Linked DNA regions of Hordeum vulgare: region 1 is linked to region 2. Evidence: chromatin contacts called from public Hi-C data. All regions are on one chromosome and are shown on one strand. The core of a region is the stretch at or near the end of the contact, and the rest is flanking DNA. Distances in the headings are between cores, read along the strand shown.

Region 1 (4,203 bases), core at 1,691-4,190, 88 kb before region 2:
TCTCCGCCTCCTTGATCCAGCGAGCGTGGGAGGAGTAGTAGATGAGTTCTCTGGCAGCACGACAACGTGGTGATGGTGGTGGTGGAGCAATCATAGCAGTGCTTCACCAAGCGATGCCACATATGTGATCGGAGGAAAAAACGGGGTAGGGACAGAAGAAGGGAGCCGACAAAGGCTTTGGTGTGTTGGTTGCCTCCCTCTACCTCTCTAATTATAGGAGGAAGGGGTAGGTAGGGCACAGACTTGGCCCCTCCTCCAAGGGAGGGCTGGTTGGCCAAGTGGGATGAGTCCACCTCCCACGAGGACGGTAGGCGCCCTAGGGGAGGTGTCCCTCCTCCTCAAGGAACCTCCCCACCTACCACCAGGCGCATGGGACTTTAGGGGTGAGGCACCCAGCCCATCAGGGCTGGTGTGCCTCACTCTTCAGCCCATGTGGTCCCTCAGGGTGGCTGGACTCCCTCAATGGACCCGCCAATCCCTTTCGACACTCCCGGTGCTATACGAGAAAAAACTTGAAACTTTTTCGGAACCCTAATACCACTTTCCTATATATAAATATTTACCTTCGGACCATTCCAGAACTCCCCGTAACATCCGGGATCTCATCTGGTTCTCCAAACAACATTCGATCACCAACATATATAACTGAACAATACTATAATGTCATCGAAAGATAAGCGTGCGGACCGTGCGGTTCGAGAACTATGCAGACATAACTGAGACATCTTCACGGTGAATAACCAATAGTCGGACTTGGTTGCCCATATTGGTTATTACATATTACATGAAGATCTTTATCGGTCAAATGATGATGCCAAGGATTCAATCAATCCCCTATGTCGTTCCCTTTGTCCAACAGTATGTTTCTTGCCCGAGATTCGTTCGTCGATATCTCCGTACCTAGTTCAATCTCATTACCGACAAGTCTCTTTACTCGTTCCGTAATACAATATCCCGTGCCAGCTCCTTAGTCACATTTCTTGCAAGCTTCTTGTGATTTTTATTACCGAGAGGGCCCACAGATACCTCTCCATCATACAGAATGAAAAATCCTAGTCTCGATCCGTGCCAATCCAACAGACACAATCAGAGATATCCGTAGAGCATCCTTATGATCACCCAGTTGAGTTGTGACGTTTGATACACACAAGGCAATCCTCCGGTGTTAGGGGGTTGCATGATCTCATGGTCTTAGGAACAGATACTGGACATGTAGAAAGCAATATCAATAAACTAAATGATACAATTACATGTTATACTTACGGCTGGGTCTTGTGCATCACATATTCTCCTAATGATGTAATCCCGTTATCAAATGACAACTCATGTCTATGGTTAGGAAAACTTAACCATCTTTGATGAACGAGCTAGTATAGTAGAGACTTACTAGGGACACGGTGTTGTCTATGTATCCACACATGTATCTGAGTTTCCAATCAATACAATTATAGCATGGATAATAATAGATTATCATGAACGAGGAAATATAATAATAACCAATTTATTATTGCCTCTAGGGCATATTTCCAACAACACCGCCATTGCATACTCGCCCGCCTCGGTGATGAGGAGGCGGTGCTCCTGCTTCCGCTGAAGGCGGCGATCCTCGTTGCTGATTAGTCGTGGGGCATGCACGGGATTCTACGCCCGCTCGTGCGTCTGCACGTGAAGAAATTCACTTGCGATCGAGGCCGTCCAAGGCGACATGCCGCCACGTCGTACGCGCGGGCGATGTCAAATGTTCCGAGCACGAGACGTGCATCGCCAGAGCGGATCTCCGCGTAATACACGCCTGAGCGGCGGAGGCGAATGCCGCGTTATCCCGAGTTGCTCCGGGGGCATGGTAGCATGGCGGGGCGCTGGAACCGATGAGGGGAGAAGGCGCGACGACATCGGGGCGCTGGAAGAGGGGGGCGTGATGGAGGGGGAGGGAGTGGCGCTGGAAGAGGCGAGGGAAGAAGGTGCGGCGATGGCGAGGCACTGGAAGAGATGGAGGGGGAGACGTGGCGACTACGGGGCCCTAGAAGAGACGGGGGGAGAAGGCGCAACGGGAGGGAAGTTCCTAGCGGTTGGCGGGCGCAGGCGCGCGGATTTTAACTCAGCGAGTTGGGCATGGCACGACAAAACTTCCACGCGTGGTGCCGCTTTTCCCCGTGCGCGGGTCAATTTATTTCACGCATCAACTTTCCACGTGCCGTGCGGCTCTTCTACGCCAACTGGTGTTTTTTCCAACGCGTCGTAAATTTCGCGTGTCTATTGGAGATGTTATAAGATGCTGATAGTGCTCTTTCCGTTTTAAAATAAAACCATGTCATGTATATTATATGTTTTGAACTAAAACCACGTCAAGTGTTTTTGAGCGGAAAGAGTACTTAACATGAATCAATTACTCGATGATCTGAAATGCGTCGAAATAAAGATGAACTGCAAGATTTGATATCCACTCAGTATGCAATCGTGCGGAACTAAAGAAGTCAACTTCAAAGGACGTAACTATGACGTTTTTTCTTGTTGACCATAATTAAGTGTCTCACATGCATACAATCATGTTACCCCTCTTTTCTTCCGAGGACCATACACAACCATGCTGAAGCATCTGCGAAGTTACCCCATGTGCTGTGTGTATACCGGTCCAAAGAGGTGTTCAAAAGGTTTAAGTTCCATGCATGCATGCACATAATATCATCTTTATTAAGCCCGTCCGGCCCCACGCCTCGTTCGTGGATGGATCGAAAGGTGCCATATTTCAGATTTTCCGGCCAACGGTGGACCGTGGACTTTCTAAAGTCCTCCATCACTAAGGTCTCTCTCTCATCATCGATCTTGTAAGTTCGTCGACATCGTGTAGATGGCACGTGCCCCCATCTCCTGTTCCCCCAAGTCGCCATTGCTCCGGCCGCCTGCTATATATGCACGCTCGCACCGCCAGCAGAACCCCACACATTAGCTTCCTCGTGTACGGCTTGCTACTAAGCTACTATATATCTACACGTGCACATATATACGCACGGTCCCATTTCCGTCGATGAACTGAGACTCGACCGATCGAACCTACGGCGTTTAGACCAAAGTGATCGAGCATCACCTGGCCGCCCGGAATCCATGGATAGCAGCAGCTGGATCCACTACGGCGCAAACAGCGGTGCCGCCGGCGGTAACAGCGGCTTGATGTGCGGTTACGCCGCCAGGTGTGTGCATTATGCGTCCTACCTCGATCGGTTTCGGTTCATCGCGCAAAGATTTCCATCTACCTGTTGATGGATCTCAAGCACGGCGATCCTTTGAATAGCATCACTGCTGCAAGTTTGTTGGGACAATCCATGATTAGTTTTGGTTCTAGTTAGTTAAGTGCATAGACAATTACTAGCCACCTGGGATATCTGTCTGATGGATCGACTGCATGCAGCTGCGTCGCCCCTGAAGGGCTGTACAGCAGGAAGGAGGAGGAGGAGCGTCACGAGCTGCTCGTCGGCGCGCAGATTCAGCACCACCTCAACCAGGCAAGCCTCCATTGATTGATTGGTTGATTGATCGATGCATATGACGTTATGAACACTTCAACTTCCTCTGATGATAACATCGAACTGATCTTGGCACGCGCGCACCTGCAGATCAGCATGCAGATGAACATGGAAGACGAGCCAGCTGCGTACATCCTCCCTGCCGGCGACAGGGCCGCCGTGGGCATGCAGCAGTCCGTCCTAGACGAATTCGAATTCCCCCACTCGCACCACGCCGGTGGCTGCAGCTTCCCCTCCTCGTCATCCACCTCCTCCTCGTTCCGTTCCGCCTCGCTCTCTTGCAGCCCGGAGATCTCCTCGGCGAACGCCCTGCCCGCCGCCGGCCTGCAGTTCCCCGAGGTCTCCTCTCATGTACCGCCGTTGGTGCTCCCCTATGACGACGACCACCACCAGCACGCCCTGAACTTCCACGACACGGCCGCAATGGCTCCTGGCGTGATGCCGCCAAGCGCGTTCAGCCGCTACGCGCGGCACCTCGGCGCGAGGCGGAGGCCGAAGCCGGCATGCGGGCAGAAGATGTTCAAGAGGTCCATGTCCGTACTAGTCAAGATGCAAACGGCGATGAGGTACAGCCATCAGCAGCACCACTTCCAGCAAGCGTCGGCTGAGGCAGAGCTGTCGTCGGTGAACCAGCTGCAGCACATGATCTCCGAGCGCAAGCGCCGGGAGAAGCTCAACGACA
Region 2 (4,049 bases), core at 405-2,904:
AAATAGAATTTAAAAATTCTTAAATAAGTAAAATAACATCATATTTAGATTGTACGCATCACTATAGATTCAAATTACATTATAAATAAAAATTTAAAAAATTAAATAGGTAAGATACATTATATTTCGATTCAACACATTTTTTAGAGTTACACTTTAAAAGATATAATTTTTTAAAATATTTGTTAATTATAATTGGACCGCGGATTCATTAACAACATGCATCGGCCTCGTTATGAAAAAATGGATTGTACGCTATTGATTAAAATTACAGCATAAATATAATTTTAAAATTGTTAAATAGAGAAAATAGCATTATATTTAGATTGTGCGCATCACTATTGATTAAAATTACATTACAAACAGAATTTTAAATAAATAAATAGATAAACTAACATTATATCCAGATTCTACATATTTTTCTAATAAAATTTCATATATAATAATGTAAAATTTGAGTTACCGTTTAAAAGATATGATTTTTTAAAGTATTTTGCACTTATAATTGAACTACAGATTAATTAATTAAAATTGTAGGGGTCTTTTCAAAAACATACGGAAACGATTGTTTTTTTACTCAAGTATGTACTGCGGGTTTATTTTATGAAAATTGAAGGATGTTTCTACAAAAATTCCAAAAAGCTATTCGTTCTCTCACTAAATTATGTACTGCGGGTTTGATTTCGGAGAATCAGAGGGGGTTTCCTATAAACATAAAAAAACGATTCGTTTTTCATTTAAATCCGGACTGTGGGTTGATTTCAGGAAATTCTAGGGGGTTTTCTGCAAAACGACCACGACAGACAACAGAAGCACTCCATGCTTTATTATTAGGAAGAGATTAGTATAAAGTTGGATCATTTATTTTAGGACGGACGGAGTACTACATAGCTAGCAATGTTGAATAATGACATTATGTATGTTTAGTATTTTGCAAATGGCGTTTAATGATATATCTAGTTTTATTCATTGTTTGAATGACCAAAATTGAAACAAGACATTTTCAACCAAATAAGAAAACAATCAAATAAAAAATGAAGGTTGTGGTTTGGTGTTTACGCAGACCTGACAACCTTCAAAAATTATGAAGCACATACAAACTTGACTTTCTTTTGTACTAGAATATAAATTTTTATGAAAAAACATAGCGTTGACTTTATGGCAAATAAATTCACATTTTTTGAATGAAATTTTGTCTTATTTGAAGAAAAAAAGTCAAGGTTTTTTTTTTCTTTTTGTGAAATTTTCTTCACAAGTACAACAAAAGGTCATGTTTATTTCAAAAATATTTTCAGTTTTTTTAAGAAATTATTGAATTACTTTTTTTTTACATATGTGGTGTAGATACACCCATAGGCCAAACGTCGGCCTCCAGCACATACAACTTTTGACAACTGCTAGAGTTGCTCCAACATATATACACAAGCATACATTGACCTACCTGTGCAGTTTTGACTTGCTTTATCAACCGTTCCCAACGATAGGAACAAACTGAAAAAAATGATGATACCCGTGAACCATCCAACGTCAGCTTCATCAAACGTTCTTAATAATGCCTAAAAGTACGGATAAAATCCACCCTGACAATGACAACTGAGCAGCCTGCCACAAGAGCACCAACACCTGTTTAAAAAAACCATCAGCTTTTTCTTTATTTATGAAAAAAAGCATCAGCTGACAAGTAAGTACATTACAGTACAACCGAGCGATCAAAGGAAATGCATGCATGCCCTTTATTTTATGTTATCTTTCGAGAGGAAAAAGAAAAGTTCATGTCTGGGACCGGAAATCCTGCCTTCTCAGCTGGGTGGGAAATACTTTTCTCCTACACTAATACTCATCACATGGATGGATAAGATACGCTAGGCTTGACCAAGACTCTTCATCGCATGCATCCATTCTGTGTAGAATATATAGGAATATTGACTGCCCGGCCAAGAGAATGCAGAGACTAATAATCGGTAACTGCAAGTAGTGGAGGCTAATCACCTTTCACCACAGGATCGATACCTCTTCATAATAAAAGGTAGGATGGTCATATTTACGTATACGCTGTATTTTTTTTTCATATGCACAAATACTGAGGCTTGTTCATGTTTTCTCTATTTTTTAAATAGTCAAAAAAGAATGCGAGTAGCAAGATTCAAACCATACACCTTTTGATATTATCAAAGCTGCACTAACCAACTGGTCAACAAGACAACATGTGTTGCACATGTTTTTTAATCTAATAAACAACACCGGAAACACAGTATTCTTTGTTTTGTTTCCTTTTTCTATTTATTTTTTCCTTTTCCTTTTTTTATTTTCTTTTACTTTCTAAATGCGTTAGCTTTTTAAACAAGCACACGTTGTGACACGTCTGACAAACGTTTTTTCGTCTTTTCGCATGGAAAATCATAGAAAATGCATAAAATATCAGAAATTTAAAACATTTGGCATGCCTCCTTGTGATGATCGTTACGACGTGTGAAAAAAAAATTGATCGGTTTCATGAGTTGAAAAAACATCATCGCATTATTTTGAAAATTGATGAACTATTACTTACACTATAATTTTGGTATTGTAAACCCTAAAACCTAAATTGTTGGGAAGTTGTTAACAACTTTGCAAAATGTGCAGAAATTTTTAAAAATTTCATACTTATTTTTAATTCTAAAATTGTGCACAAACTAAAATTGGATCCGTTTTCATGACTCTGAGTAACATCATCACATTATAACACCCCTTTCGTCTGTACCGACATCCATGTGTTTCACATAATGTACATGCATACGTTTATCAAATTGATTCAACTTTTGCCAGCAAGTGAGAATGAACGTACAAATGACCAACGCAAAATTTAAATGAAATCGGATACTAAACGCACATTATGTCACGTCCGACAACGGTTTTTCCATGTTTTCGCATCGAAAACTGTAGAAAATGTGCGGAATGTCGGAAATTAAAACAATTTGGCGTGTCTCCTTCTGATGATCATTAGGGCATGTGAAAAAAAATTGAATCCATTTCATGAGTCGGAGTAACATCATCGCATTATAACATTTTTTCCGTGCTTACCGCCATCCGTGGATTCACATGATATACATGCATATATTTATTAAACGCACGTTGCGTCACGCTCGACAACTGTTTTTCTATGTTTTCGCATTTGAAATCATAAAAAATGCATAGAATGTCAGAAATTCAAAAAACAATGATGTGCCGCCTTGTGATGACCAGTAGGGCGTGTGAAAAAAATTTGGGTCCGTTTCATGAGTCAGCGTAACATCATCGCATCATCGTATTAAGTGAACAAAGATATTGAAGAAGATAGTGAAAAAAAATGGGTCTGCTTCATTGTTTATTTATACAAAGAGTTTATGTGTGTATTAATAGAATGTTTATCATACATTCTAAAAAACTCTCCGCATATTAAGAAAACGTATAATGTATTTTTAAGTGTTCATGCATAGTTAAAAATGTTCAGTGTAGCGTTTGCCTAAAAAATGTTCAATGTGTATTTAAATATTGTTCAGTATATATGAAAAAAAGAGGTTTAATGTGTATTTAAATATTGCTCCGCATATATTATATAAATGTTCAATGTGTATTTAAATACCGTAATGTATATTACTGAAATTTTATTGTATATTAAGAAATATTCAACGTATATGAGAAATTAAGAATTTTTAAGAATTTCAAAACTGTGTACACTTTTTTCATTTTTTTTACTTTACAAAAAATGTTCATGTTCTAAAAGGTTTTTTCAGTTTCATACTTTGTTCACGATTTTCAAAGTTTATTCGCATTCTTTCTTGAAATGTGTTCACATTTTTTTCAGCAAATGTCAAAGCTTTTCGAAAAAACGTATCTTCCTATGTACTTAGTATTTTGATTATATAGATTCGATTTGTCCACCAATAGATGTTAGCTCAACTGGTGAGGAAGCCATCAAACTGATGGGGGGTCTAGAGGTCATGACCCATCATGTATATACCAAATTGAATACAGCTAGTGAAAGATCTATATTGGCCTTTATACTATTTGTGAGGAAGGGTGTACCGAAG

What was found. A called contact is a pair of places that touch in the nucleus more often than the background predicts.
Region 1: a contact with region 2 is called in a Hi-C map of leaf, with 1.9 times the contacts expected there. The contact joins the promoter of LOC123439476 here to the enhancer-like site in region 2. A contact is called at or near these places in 2 of 6 Hi-C or Micro-C datasets (both in leaf).

Annotation. Positions count from the first base shown.
Region 1 is chr3H:41,394,219-41,398,421 of MorexV3_pseudomolecules_assembly, reverse strand. LOC123439476 (putative transcription factor bHLH041) reads left to right here and starts at 2,940. Exons shown (of 5, transcript XM_045116188.1): 1 at 2,940-3,188; 2 at 3,407-3,500; 3 at 3,612-4,203. The coding sequence starts at 3,103.
Region 2 is chr3H:41,305,451-41,309,499 of MorexV3_pseudomolecules_assembly, reverse strand. No RefSeq gene overlaps it. Among protein-coding and RNA genes, the nearest start is that of LOC123442882, 19 kb to the right of the region's middle. Within about 2 kb of position 1,654, at least 1 of the 3 cell types and tissues checked has open chromatin away from gene starts, as enhancers often do. A contact at or near this core is called in leaf, where this site is marked.